2 separate regions of the Mus musculus genome follow, and region 2 is linked to region 1. Evidence: chromatin contacts called from public Hi-C data. All regions are on one chromosome and are shown on one strand. The core of a region is the stretch at or near the end of the contact, and the rest is flanking DNA. Distances in the headings are between cores, read along the strand shown.

Region 1 (2,866 bases), core at 339-2,838:
CAGCTACATCTGTAATATCCCAAATCTGTGATCTGTCCAGCTTCCAATCTATAAATGGCTCAGCAGCTAGCTGAGCCTTGGGTAAGGGTCCAGGAGAACTGAGTGAAGTGGCCAGGTCCATCTTCAGAGAATCACACCAAGTGGAAGACACTAACCCCAACTGTCGGCCGTGCGATTCCAGTGATAGGCCTTTTTGAAATGATGAAAACTAGTCACCGTTGGGAGTTAAGGACTGGCTACAGCAGGGAAGGAGAGTTAGTGGCCTGTGGAAGGTTACATGTAGAATCCTTGCAATAAGGAAGCTGGCTTGTGTCTGACCATATTCAGATCTTGTGTGTGACATACTGTTATAGTTTTCTATGATGTTCCTAGGAGGAAAACGGGGTCGTGTATATATAGTCGGGATATCTCTGTTATTTCTCATAATTCACTGCATGCATACTTATTATTTCAAAATAATGTACATGTACATGTAAAAGGTAGAAAAAACTAGAACATCAATAACAAAAGTCCCACCCCAATTTCCCAACCCCCAACCAGAGGGTTCAAGTATCAAAGGCCACAGCAGAGGAACAAGGAGAACTGGGAGAAGTGTGCTTAGTCAGAAGTATGGCCATGGAAGAAACGGGAGGAGTGGAAGAGGCTGGAGGGAGGCATGGGAGGAAAGCAATGAGCAGGGAGAAGGGTAAGTCTAACAAGCCTGCTTGGGGGCAGGCCATCTAGTCTGCTGCAGCCATCATGCTGGGGACTATTAGCAGCAGCTGTGGGAGTGGAGGCTGAGGAGCTGGAGAACTGACTTTGTTAGGCCCAGCCTAGGGACCACAGCTCTAAATGGGACCCTGAAGAACTCAAGTTTCCTGTGTCTAAGCCCATCCCTAACCACATTACTTCTCATGTCTTTCATTTCCTCCTCTGTACACAGGTAGACTCCATGACTACCTGGAGAGCTGTTGTGGTCTCCTTGCTCCTGGAGACTGCTGGTATGGAGGGAACGTTGAGCAAGGCTGGGCCTCTAGGCCTGGGCTGTCTCTTTTTAGCCTTTGGTTACACTGCTATTTCCAGCAATAGGTTTAGACTTGAATTTTGCTCAAGAGGAAGAATGGGCAATTAAAAATGAAGATGGCAAGCCCTACGGTAATGCTCAGCCTCAGGCTCTTGGAGTCCTACCCTGATTTTCTGGCCAAGGGCTATAGTCTTGAGCCTTAGGAACTGCCCGGGAGGTCTATCTTCACAACAATCACAGGGAAGTGCTGGTAGGTGGGCATGGAGGTGCCTTAGTCACATTTCTGCCTGGGGCAATAAGCCTCAAAGAATGTGCTGAGACAGCTGGCAAGAACAGCGTGCCAACAACAGACTTGCAACAGTGCGCAAGGCTACAAGCCTAGGCTTGCATGGCAGCTCTGGGACAGGCAGGGAAGGCGGGGAAGGCACATCCCTTCTCCAGACGCCTGGGTTTAAGGCCTGGTTTGCCGGCTGCAATTCTCCTTCCCACCAGCAGGTGATACTGTCTCCTAGCTGGAGGGGTAAGGATGGGCCTTGGCGGCAGCTGCTGCCAGACTGGATTGTCTGCTGGCTTTATAGAGAACAATGGCCGCCTGTCTTTATGGATAGTTGTCTCCTAGGCAGGGGGCAAGGCCATGCTGGCTTGAAGGCTGGCAGGGAGCTGCGGAAGGGGCCAGAAATGGGGGGTGAGGAGAGTGGCTGGTAGGCGCAAGTGCTAAGGCTGAAGTAGGTTTCTTTTTTCTCCTACAGTGTTCTTTGTCCTTCTACACATGGCCTAAAGCTGGGCAAAGAGAGGCTCCCTCTACTGCCTGGAAACTCGGCCCACATCCTGTGTGCATACCTGCAGCCACCACTTCCCTCCTAATACTTCTGGTACTGCAGCAAAATAGGAGGAAAGAGAGTCATGCAGAAAAAGAGCCTGGATTTTATAAACAAACGCTCTGTCAAGTGGTCTTGGGGCCTCTTGGCGTTTGCTCCCCGTTCTGTTCCTGGGTTCCTTTGGTTTGGTGTACCACTGTAGGGCTCAACTCACTGATGGCTGTAGCCAGTGGACACGAAATGTCCATCTTCGTCACCTCATGATTGGGATCACTGACATCTAATGATCCCAACTAAGGTAAGTCAAGGCAGGGGACCTAGACAACAGTTGCCCCCTCCCCGAGGTGGATGTGCCACTCTGCTAAGGGCCTCGTGTTAGCCAAGGGGGACAGTGAGTACAGGTGAGGTTGGCTGTGTGGCTGTGAACCAACACCTTGCACTTCTCGTGTGTAAGGCAGGACAGGCACCACTCATTTCTATGTGCTCTGAAGCACCATCAAGACAGCACAAAGGTGGGCCACCGTCTCACTGGCCGCCTTTGACCCACGTGCTGCTCAGTCCATTGCAGGTTTTCTATGCCACATCGTGCTCTTGCTGAACTCCAACACTGCTGTCCTGATGGCACGCTGGCACTGACCTTTAGTGTCAATCTGAGTTTGTCACTTGTTAAACAATCCCAGAGCCATATGAGTGGAACTTACAGGTCACGAGGGCTTTCTCTTCTTCCTCCTCTTCCTCCTCCTCCTCTTGTTCAGGCAACCTCTTAAATTCAGAAAGGTCTGTCTGCAGCAGCTGGGAAATTGCCTCGTGGGTCACAGCCACAGCAAACGATGGGGGAGCGTTCCTAGGAAGAAGATGTGAGAGGCGGGGCTGGAGCAGCTCCTGGCATCCTCCACCTTGAAGATGGAGATGATGGCTCATACCTTCCTCTTGGTGTCATCACAAGCAGGTGATCTCTGTCTTCAGGGACCCGGAATGGATATTTACACAACACCAGGGGCACGGCATTTGCTGGGATGTGTTGGAAAGGTATCCTTGAAGCTTG
Region 2 (3,116 bases), core at 611-3,110, 180 kb before region 1:
CTTCCTTCCCTGGAGTCCCTTTAGCAACATACCTCCTTAGCTGCTTGGTAAGTGTATCTATGTGCAAATCCTAGGATAGAGCCCTGACTCTGTTTCCCCATGTGTCATATGGCTGTAGGACTCTGTAGCTTAGCTTAACTCTTAGAAGTCAGACTGAACCAAAGCCTACAGAACTTTCTGCTATGATAAAGGTCTGCATGTCTTATGCCTCTGCTATTAACTATGCCTCATACTGCTGGGATATTTTGTAGACACCAAAAACCTGTGAAAACTTCATCAAGCTCTGCAAGAAACAGTATTATGATGGTACCATCTTTCACAGGTCCATCAGGAACTTTGTGGTGAGTGGTATAGGTTGATGTGGCCATAGATGCTTGATGACATGGGGAACATCCAGGAAACAAACAGGCTCATACCTTCCCGGTTCCAGATACCTCGTTCCAGGCCATGTGTGGCCAGGGTAGGGTCTTCAGGTGTATCTTGTGCCAGGGATCTTATAGCTGGCCCTTCAGTGCTCATCCAGGAAGACCTAGCTGGGGTCAGAGAGGAGGTCCCTGTCCTTATTGCAGCACATGCCTGTGGGAAGCCTGTCCAGTTAGTCGGCAGGGTGTGTGGGGTGATCAGCATCATCAGAGCCAATGGCCTCACTGGGTTTTATTTTTGCAGATCCAGGGCGGTGACCCCACAGGTACAGGCACAGGTAGGTGCTGGTGCCAGCCTTGTTCTGTTGGAATAATAAATGTGATTGTTCTGTGGGGCCTGGTAGGGAGCTGGGTTTTAAGTTCTGGGTATATAATCTTTCAAACTTGGGGGTGGCTGGCCATTCAGTGGCTGGCCTTGTGGCCTACCTTGTGCATGCCCCTTACTTTTTCCACAGTATCAGGGCCTCTTTCCTAATCCTCAGGGTCCTACCATAACAAGACAGGGAGGTGAAGTTCTCAGAAACCACTTGTTCACTCTCAGGAGGTCTGGCCATGCATTCCTGTCATGCAAGAAGGTGCCCCCATTGCTCCTGCAGAGCACAGCAATCTTCCCCAAGCCTCCAACTCCATGGGCCAACTATGACTTGGACCCATGTGTTAGAATGATGCCTTGTAGCTTAAGCCTTCAGCCCTGGCCCACAGGTGAGAAAGCAGTGTCAGCTTGTATAGAAGGCTCTGGCATCTAGAAGTAATCAGGGAGGCTGCCTCAAGGACACGGCTCCCTGATGCTTCTCTACTAGGCTTTGTGGCTGACCACTGACAGTGCTTCTCTCTGTTCTAGGTGGAGAGTCATTCTGGGGCAAGCCTTTCAAAGATGAGTTCCGTCCCAACCTTTCACACACGGGCCGTGGGGTGCTCAGCATGGCCAATTCGGGGCCCAACACCAACAAATCTCAGTTGTGAGTCCATGTCCAGCTCTTTTTACTCAGCTGCTGGGGGTGATATCCAAAGGACCTAAGAGGTCTCCCTAAAAGTTGTGCTCAGCCTAAGTTAAATCCAATCAAAGTAACCTAGATGAAGCCTAGGTCCCTTCAATAAAGGAGCCCAGGTCAGCGGGTTGAATAGCATTCCGAGCTGCAGATAGTACTTAAAGATAGGCACCAAAGTCCTCTCTAGGTAGGTCAGGCAGAAATGGGAGTGTGTGGCACACACCTGTGAGGTGATGGCAACAGTCAGCTCTGGCATCCTTGGTTCCATAGTGAGGTTAAGGGCAGTACAGTCAAATGAGACCAAGTGTACACAGTGTGTGCTTGGTGGCCTCAGAAATGCCCCTGTTTGCTGGGTGAGGCATGCTCATTGCAGCTTGTAGACTCAGCCTTCTGAGCCTCACTAGATGTGGCTATCAGGGGAAGGCTGCTGTCCTGTTGGCCCTGTAGGACTGTCCTCTTGCCGCTCTGGGTAGGGATATCATACTTCCTGCTTTCCTTTTGATTTATTCAGAGAGGTCTTGTAGCTCAGGCTGGGCCGAGCTCAGCCTCCTGCTAGGATTGCAGGTGCTCCCACCTTTGTCTCATGCTGTCCAGCCTTTTGCTCTCCCCTGTTTACAGACTGTAGTCTAGAGCTTCTTCCAGACACCCTGGAAGCCTGACTCAGTCCTCTGCCTCTGGCAGGGCTCATGATGGGCTTGAGTCACTCCATTTCCTTCCTCCAAAGAGTCTAATGACTATGTTCAAGCCACCTGCCTCTCCTGCTTGCCTTCCAAGGGAGGTCTGGCAACCAAACTCCGGCTTTCTCCGGAGAGCCAGAGGTCTGGATTTACCTCTGTAGCCTTAGCAGAGACAGGCAGTGGGCAGCATACACGGGTTCAAGGAAGCTCCAAGCTGGGCAGGGCTTCTATTGAGGAGCAGTCATTACTAGCCTAGAGCACACTATTGGGACAGCCTGCTGCTTCCTCATCTCCCTGTACTTTCCCCAGCTTCATCACATTCCGATCCTGCGCTTACCTGGATAAGAAGCATACCATCTTTGGACGGTAAGAGTAGATGCTGTAAATATTTGGATTGCAGTGTGGGCCTTCACTGCCTTTCCCCAGACATGGCTATTATCCCTCCAACCACCACTGAGGACTGGGTATTTCTATAGGGGAAGGTTGGCTCTCCTGGCCTGTGGGGCCAAGAGGAGGAGACACCCAGGCAGCCATAGTTCATACAAGATCCTGCCTTAGCAAACTGGGGGGAAGAAGTATGGAAACACGGATTGTGGCTCATCCAGGAACACTTTAGTCACCAAACCTGGCTGGGTGTGGTGTGCTGCTCATTTCTGTGTTGTGGTGCATCCTGTCCTGCCTGGTGACTGGACTGACCTTTCTGAGGCTCTGCACTGTCTGCCAGTCCTCTTCATGGCATGTCTCAGCTCTGCCGTGATGCCTCTCTCTGCTCGGGGCACTCTGGTACCCAGTCAACTCTGTCAATCTGCTGCAGGGTTGTTGGGGGCTTTGACACGCTGACAGCCATGGAGAATGTGGAGAGTGACCCTAAAACTGACCGTCCTAAGGTATGTGCCTAGGGAGAACAAAGCACAACTGCCCACTGGGTGCTGTTTGGGGAAGTCTGCTTGCCTGCTCACAGAGCTTTCTGCCACCAGGAGGAAGTGCTCATATGTACAACCACAGTGTTTGTGGACCCCTATGAGGAG

What was found. A called contact is a pair of places that touch in the nucleus more often than the background predicts.
Region 2: a contact with region 1 is called in a Hi-C map of cortical neurons, with 1.6 times the contacts expected there. The contact joins two enhancer-like sites. A contact is called at or near these places in 4 of 39 promoter capture datasets (embryonic stem cells, liver and stem cell-derived epiblast-like cells), 9 of 484 Hi-C or Micro-C datasets (the N1E-115 cell line, bone marrow-derived dendritic cells, cerebral cortex and 4 more), 7 of 115 datasets of contacts at active chromatin or transcription factors (the SCID.adh cell line, SST interneurons, bone marrow-derived macrophages and 3 more) and 3 of 9 other capture datasets (embryonic stem cells, liver and pancreatic islet).

The regions. Positions count from the first base shown.
Region 1 is chr16:16,910,738-16,913,603 of GRCm38.p6, reverse strand. Ppm1f (protein phosphatase 1F (PP2C domain containing)) reads right to left here. Exons shown (of 8, transcript NM_176833.4): 3 at 2,523-2,665. Among named protein-coding and RNA genes, the nearest start is that of Ppm1f, 16 kb to the right of the region's middle. Within about 2 kb of position 1,588, at least 162 of the 459 cell types and tissues checked have an H3K27ac peak or open chromatin away from gene starts, as enhancers often do. A contact at or near this core is called in cortical neurons, where this site is marked.
Region 2 is chr16:17,089,440-17,092,555 of GRCm38.p6, reverse strand. Ppil2 (peptidylprolyl isomerase (cyclophilin)-like 2) reads left to right here. Exons shown (of 21, transcript NM_001252444.1): 13 at 252-341; 14 at 667-700; 15 at 1,264-1,381; 16 at 2,398-2,454; 17 at 2,903-2,975; 18 at 3,066-3,116. Among named protein-coding and RNA genes, the nearest start is that of Ppil2, 20 kb to the left of the region's middle. Within about 2 kb of position 1,860, at least 19 of the 459 cell types and tissues checked have an H3K27ac peak or open chromatin away from gene starts, as enhancers often do. A contact at or near this core is called in cortical neurons, where this site is marked.